Linked DNA regions of Mus musculus: region 2 is linked to region 1. Evidence: chromatin contacts called from public promoter capture Hi-C data. All regions are on one chromosome and are shown on one strand. Each heading gives the region's core, a stretch centred on a gene start, on an enhancer-like site or on the middle of the called end of the contact. The rest is flanking DNA. Distances are from core to core; before and after follow the strand shown.

Region 1 (3,285 bases), core at 336-2,835:
CCCGACACATATCCAACTGGGGGGCTATTATGGAATTTGTTGCCCCTTTAAAACGATAGGCTGGCTGGGTGGTGGTGGTGCACGCCTTTAATCCCAGCACTTGGGAGGCAGAGGCAGGCGGATTTCTGAGTTCGAGGACAGCCTGGTCTACAGAGTGAGTTCCAGGACAGCCAGGGATATACGGAAAAACCCTTTTTCGAAAAACAAACAAAACAAGAAAGAAAGAAAGAAAATGATTGGCTGGTGCTGGGAGCCAAACCATAAACATTACAGCTGTGACTTCTGCTTTCCCCCTGACTGGCGGTTGTTAGGGGGTGACCTGGAAACTGGTACAGGCTTGTTGGTTAACTGGAGTTCTAAGGTGAAGCCTGAACCCAAGATGGAGTTGGCAGACCATCTCTCAGATGCACAGTGAGGCAGAGAACCTGCTGCTACAGAGGCAGAGAGAGAACACAAGGGTCACCCTAATGTGTGCTCTCCCCCTCCCCCTGTAGAGGACCCATCAGTAGTAGAGGAGAATCAGAAGTCGCTGGGCAGGAAGAACAACTGGTCTGCAGCCCTATCTGGAGCTGACTGTATGTTATAATATTTTTATGCCTTCCCAGTGAGAAATCAAGCACACAGAGGTTGATAAAGAAAAAACGCTGTAATAACAGCAAGCAACCTGTTCTGGCTAATGCACAGAAGGGAACCGGTCCTGAATGGAAATCTTCACTTATACAGGGGCATGGCCCCGCCCAAGTTACACTCTGAGGAGTTACCCATGCTCCTCAGAGACAGCAGCTCCAAGGTCTGGTTCTCTGGACAAGTGGGGGAGATGTGCAATGTAGAAATACGGACATAGTCATCCCGAGTCAGACCAGGAGTACTTTTCCTGGGCTGTTTCCAGGGTTGTCCTGCCTGCCTGGCAGAGTTTATACTCTTCCAGATAAGAGACCCAGGGCTTCATTAGCATTATCAGTCAGCGTCTTCTCTAGACTGCCTGGCGGATGCTCGGTCTATTTTACTAATAAATGTAACCTAATAATTTCTAAGCAAGTTACCGGCCTCCATTTCCTCCTTCAGCTCTAGTCATTTCTTCCCTAGTTATTCATGGGTTCTATTCAGTGAGTATGTTGCTTGCAGCCCCACATCAATGCCTTCCTGGATGGCAGACATTGCAAAGTGGTGAAAACTGTCACCTGACAGATTTCCAGCTGGGAGTGAACAGGGTGGCAGACGCTTGGCTTCTGTGTCCTCAGATGGTAAACAACAGATCTGTCTGAGGGAATCCTGGTCTCCACAGCATCACAGGCAGATCTCAGAATTCTCTCGAAGGTCAGAGAAGTCAGGTTCTCGGGGCTGTGTTCTGTGTTTGGAAATGAATGCATCTGATATTAGCAAGCCCCTCATTAAATCAAATGCCTTAGACAGAACTCATCATAAAACAGGTTGTGAATCGATTGCTTGGTGACAGTGTGGCCAGAGTCACTCTTGCTCCTAGTCTGCCCCTGTAGGTCCCAGGAGCAAGGAAAACTAACTCCTTGCTGCCCCCCAGGACCCCAGCATGGAAGAAGGAAGGAGCCTGGCAAGTGGGAGCTGTCCATGGTGCTGCCCAAGAGTGTGGCTCAGCTTCAGGCTGTGTCTGCCAGCCTGAGGTTTGGGCTCACTGGACTCACTGAAACCTGCACCTGTGGCTGCAGCCCAGAAACAAACAAGGTTCCGGGGACTAGAAAGTTCTATGCTAGACTGACAGCTCCCAGGCTTCGACTTGGGAATTCTTGCTGAACAGGCTTGGGAAAGGAAGGGAGAAGGGTTTACCTAGGGGGAGAAAGAAACAGCAGGCTAAAAAGATTCAGTTGCTATACCACAGCACCAAAGGATTCTGGGAGGCTGTGACCCAGGGACTTTATTCAGGCTGTCCAGAGAGGCACGCAAAACAGCTACATCCAGTTTCTTCACTTGCCCCATGTAGAGGGAGTATCACAGCCCAGTAAGGAATTTTACCCCAGACCTCACCATGATTCTGGGAATGTGGGAGGTACAGGAGCAGTCTGTGTGTGGAACAGTTGGGACAAGGATCCATGCTGTAGAATTTCAATGCCTGCATTGCTCAGTGTCCCCAGGAGTCAGAAATCCTATGGTAGATCTGTCAAGCCCAGCTGTGGGCATGGAAAACATCTGTGTCCGTCTTTCCTTCCCTGTGAAGAGGCCTTTCTCCCTCTCCCTTCATGCTTACTGGCTTGTGACACCAAGCCATAGATTTATGGCAAAAGGTAGTTTATGGAGAAGGAAGTCAGGCAGAGAGGGTAGCCAGCGCTGGCCAGGGGTGACCAACCTGTGAAAGTCAGCTGCCCAACCGTTCTGTCTCTGCCTCTCCTGTTTCCTGTGGTTTGTGGTTCAGTCGGCATGACTACAACAGAGTTTAGTCTTTTTACCCGGGACTGCATGGCCCGCATTCTGTGTCTGTGTGCAGCCTTCACAGCCCTTACAAGGTGGTGTGACTGTGGATGTGGTTTAGGAATAGAAAGCTTGCTTAGCACAAATGAGGCCCCTGGGTTTGGTTCCTAGACCTTTGAGTAAACTAATGATCAACAGACATTTGGTGTAGTAGATATACCGTAATTCACCTAATTCTCGGCAAGTGCCAATAGTTACAGAATCCTCCCCTACCTCCTGAAAGTTGTTCCATTATTCGATTTTATTAGCAGCACAGAGCGTAGTCTATTTTTGTTACTCTTTTTGTTTTGCTTTATTATTTTTAGGTTTGCTCATTTTTTTTCCTGTATGAGTATTCAGCCTGCATGTATATAAGTGTACCATATTGTGCAGTGCCCAAAGAGGCTAGTTCCCCACGGTGGGCACAGGATCCCTTGGAATGGAGTTGCAGATGGTTATGAGCTGCTAGGTGGCCACTGGGAACCGAATCCAGGTCCTCTGCAAGAGCAGCCAGTGCGCTAACTGCTGAGCCGTGTGTCCAGCCCCAGTGCTTTTAACTGCTAAGCCGTGTGTTCAGCCCCAGTACTTTATTTTTTAAGACAAACACCTCTGCTTTTTTTTTCTCTTATAAGCCAGATGGCCTTAAACTCTGGAGTTCTTGGGTCACAAGTGTCACAGTCACACCCAGTGTCACCACCATCATCTGCTTTTCTTCACTTTTTTTTTCCTTTTTCTGAAATGCCATGAGAATTTAATCACACAGAAGTTAGTCTTATGAGCCAGACTTGTGTACATGGTAATTCTGATTCCTTCGGATCCCTCTGTGGTGCTATGGGAGTTGTAAGACATTGGCCAGCTTGGCTGTGT
Region 2 (2,980 bases), core at 212-2,711, 71 kb before region 1:
ACCTGTGAACATAAGGCCTGGGTGTGATCCTCAGAACTCCTCAACCTTTAAGAGTCTGCTTCCCTGTTACCTCTTGCATCCCCTTCCCTCACCCCAGCTACTCTCTAGAACCCCCAAGCCCCAGCTGCCTTGAAGGCACTCTTAAGTACCACCAACTTGGCTAATCCCCACCTCCCAACCCTTACCAGCTGGAGCTGTGTCATCTGCCTCCAGCACCCAGCACTGGGCCGCAGAGGGTATCCACTCCCTCTTTAAAAATGCCTGGCCCTTGCCTTTCACAATCATCAGGCCATGTTCTTTCTTGGGGCTTTACCTCAGGGTACCAGACTGCCGGTGTAGCAAGCAAGTCAAGGACTGTTTATCAATGACAATAGCCCGAGGAAAGGATAATCCTTGTTCTAGAGATTTCCAGGACTGAAAATGATAAGATGTGTACCATTTGGCCCCAAACCTCCACCTCAGGGAAGACAGCCACCCTTAAATCAGGATCCCAGAAAGATGGACCTTTAGTTTACCTTCGTCCCATCAATTAGACCACTGTAATCAAGCTTTACTTTCCTGGACTGGTTTTGGTGGGCTGTGTGTGGTAACAGAAACTACCACACATTGAGGGCACAATCTAAAAGAGCTTTGACTGCCCAACTCCCGTTACTCCCAGCGCTGCCATTCTCCACAATGAGTCGGTCCCACACCAGCCTCCACTGCACGGTGAAAACAAACGCACATGCGAAGCCCCACATCCCACCTCCTCTTTGGTTATGCGTGGTCCTCTGTTGACCTATCAGATGGTGCTACTTTTATCCCTATTTACAATTCACAAACCTCAAGAACACTCTAGTAGAAGCTGAAAAGCTCTGTGGACCTCAAGATAGAGAGCAGGAGGCAGGAGATCCTAGGAAGGAAGGTCTCTAGGGATAGGTGGGTCTGAAGGCCTCTCCACCCAAGAAAGGATGGGAGTCTATGGGCCTGGAGACCCGAAGCTTTGGAGTTGGACCAGAGGGGATCTGTTGGACTTCTGGAGAAGATATAACGGTCTCGGGCCCTGAAGCCGCCGAGGTCTGTGTGCTGAGTCTGAGGGAAATCTGGAGGATGGTGAGGTTTTCTAGGTGTGGAAGGTAATCAGGTCCACAGGTGGCCGCGGACCCAGGCAGCCCAGGGGATGTCGGAGGCAGGGTCCCCAGCGCATCAGAGGGCACTAGGGTCCTGGGCACCCTAGGCGGGTTTTGAGGGCTGGGGAGACGCGAGGCGCTGGCACCCAGCCCCGACCCGCCGCCTCACCTGCCGTGCCACGGAGACACCAGTGTCGCTCGCGCTCTCGCCGCCTCCCACCCGGGTCGCGCCCCTTCGGCTGGGTGGAGCCGCCGGGCGCTGCGCCGGATGGCGCTGCGCGTGCACCACGCCGAGCCTGCCCAGCCGAATCCGCAGCGCTCTCTCAAGGCCTTCCCCCCGCGCGCGCGCACTGCCCGCGCGAACGTTCCGCCCTGAAATCAACGGCCCCGCGGCAACGGGAAGCCCCGCCCGAAGGGGCGTGGCCACGACGCGTCCCGCCCCCAAGAGAAGCTACGATTGGACCCACGGACTGTGCTGTCGTGTCCACGATGAGCCTGGTCTTAAGAGACTGAATGTCTCGCGGCCAGTCTTCCCAGCGCTGTTTTGTCTTCAGTTTCCCCATCTGCACGCCTGGACAGCCCCGCGGAAACGCAGAAGGCGTTGAGCTCGGCCGGAACCACCCTTGGGCAACCACTTCCAGCCGGGCTCACTCCATCTACCTCAAGCCACAGGCTGTACAGCCTGTGCCCTTCCCCAGCCTAGCATGCTTCACGTCCTCCCCGCAGTGACCGACTCCCTTACCACGTGTCAGAGTAGGCGTCTGGCCCTTCCGATGTGCCTCTTGGACACGTCTAGCTTGGGCTTAGATCCAGGGACTAATGAGCATATGTACCCAGGTTCAGCACCTGTTAATCGGGTGAACTCAGTGCCCACCCCGAACGTTCGAGAGTACACGTGGGTGGGCTCTGCGCTGGAGCACTCAGCATGAGGACCTTTAAAAGTCAATGACACCTCTCCTTTCTCTAAATAAGGCTGGGATGGATCAAAGCCTATTTCCTCTTCCTCATCTTCCCAGGTCGGCCTGCCCAGGCAAGTTATTTGGACTTCCTCTACCTCTGGCTCCTTTTTTTCTACATGGGTTTGCTGTAAGCATCCCTTCAGCCCCATAAGAAAAATGCATGTGTAATAAAACCTGGGTTTTTGTTCTTTTCTTTTTGAGACAGGGTTTTATGTGGCTTTGGCTGTCCTAGAACTAGCGCTGTAGAACAGGCTGGCCTCAAGCTCACAGAGTTCCACCTACTCTGTGGGTGTAAGGTATACAAAATCACTACCTGGCCAGCTTGAAATTTGTGGCACCAGAGCCCAGAACAGTGGTTTGAACACCTGAGTCTGGGTACCTACTAAGTAGCTGGCCTTTGAGAAAATGTTTTTTTCAGTCCTCAGGACATCTCCCATGAGGATGGCACCCCATTTACTGCAATTAACAGCAGGAGAGGAGGAAGCCCAGAGAAGTTGTATTGGCAATACCAACCATGCATTGGCTTCAAAGGTCTGGGCTTCCCACTACTAGACTGAACAATTTACATGTGATGCAATTTAGTTCACAAGCTCCTGCTTCCATAAAGGGTCCTAAGACTTGAACCTGTGACACTGGAGAAGTTCCCGGGTTACAGGAAGGAAGTTGTTCAAGGAGACTGTAGGCTAGGAGCTGAGGAGTTAGAACCCACAGCACACCACCCACACACTGGATGCCCTCCAAGATCCAGTGTGGCAGAGCCTCAGTAATCCCAACTCTCCATCTAAGGTCAACACAGATCGGAAGTCTCTGCCCATTCAGCCAAGCAGCTTTACAAGGGCAAACCCACAGAAGGGACAAAAGGGACACCTTAGAAACAATGCCCTCCTCTGTATCCAAGAGAGACAGATGAAC

The links. Promoter capture Hi-C pulls out the DNA fragments that hold promoters and counts their contacts.
Region 2: a promoter capture Hi-C map of pre-B cells shows a contact between it and region 1, with 1.9 times the contacts expected there. The contact joins the promoter of Fam118a here to the enhancer-like site in region 1. A contact is called at or near these places in 1 of 39 promoter capture datasets (pre-B cells), 2 of 115 datasets of contacts at active chromatin or transcription factors (the SCID.adh cell line and embryonic stem cells) and 3 of 9 other capture datasets (adipose tissue, liver and pancreatic islet).

The regions. Positions count from the first base shown.
Region 1 is chr15:84,964,076-84,967,360 of GRCm38.p6, reverse strand. The region is part of intron 1 of 5031439G07Rik (RIKEN cDNA 5031439G07 gene); the gene reads left to right. Among named protein-coding and RNA genes, the nearest start is that of Mir1249, 14 kb to the right of the region's middle. Within about 2 kb of position 1,585, at least 32 of the 459 cell types and tissues checked have an H3K27ac peak or open chromatin away from gene starts, as enhancers often do. A contact at or near this core is called in the SCID.adh cell line and pre-B cells, where this site is marked.
Region 2 is chr15:85,035,543-85,038,522 of GRCm38.p6, reverse strand. Fam118a (family with sequence similarity 118, member A) reads right to left here and starts at 1,461. Exons shown (of 9, transcript NM_133750.4): 1 at 1,279-1,461.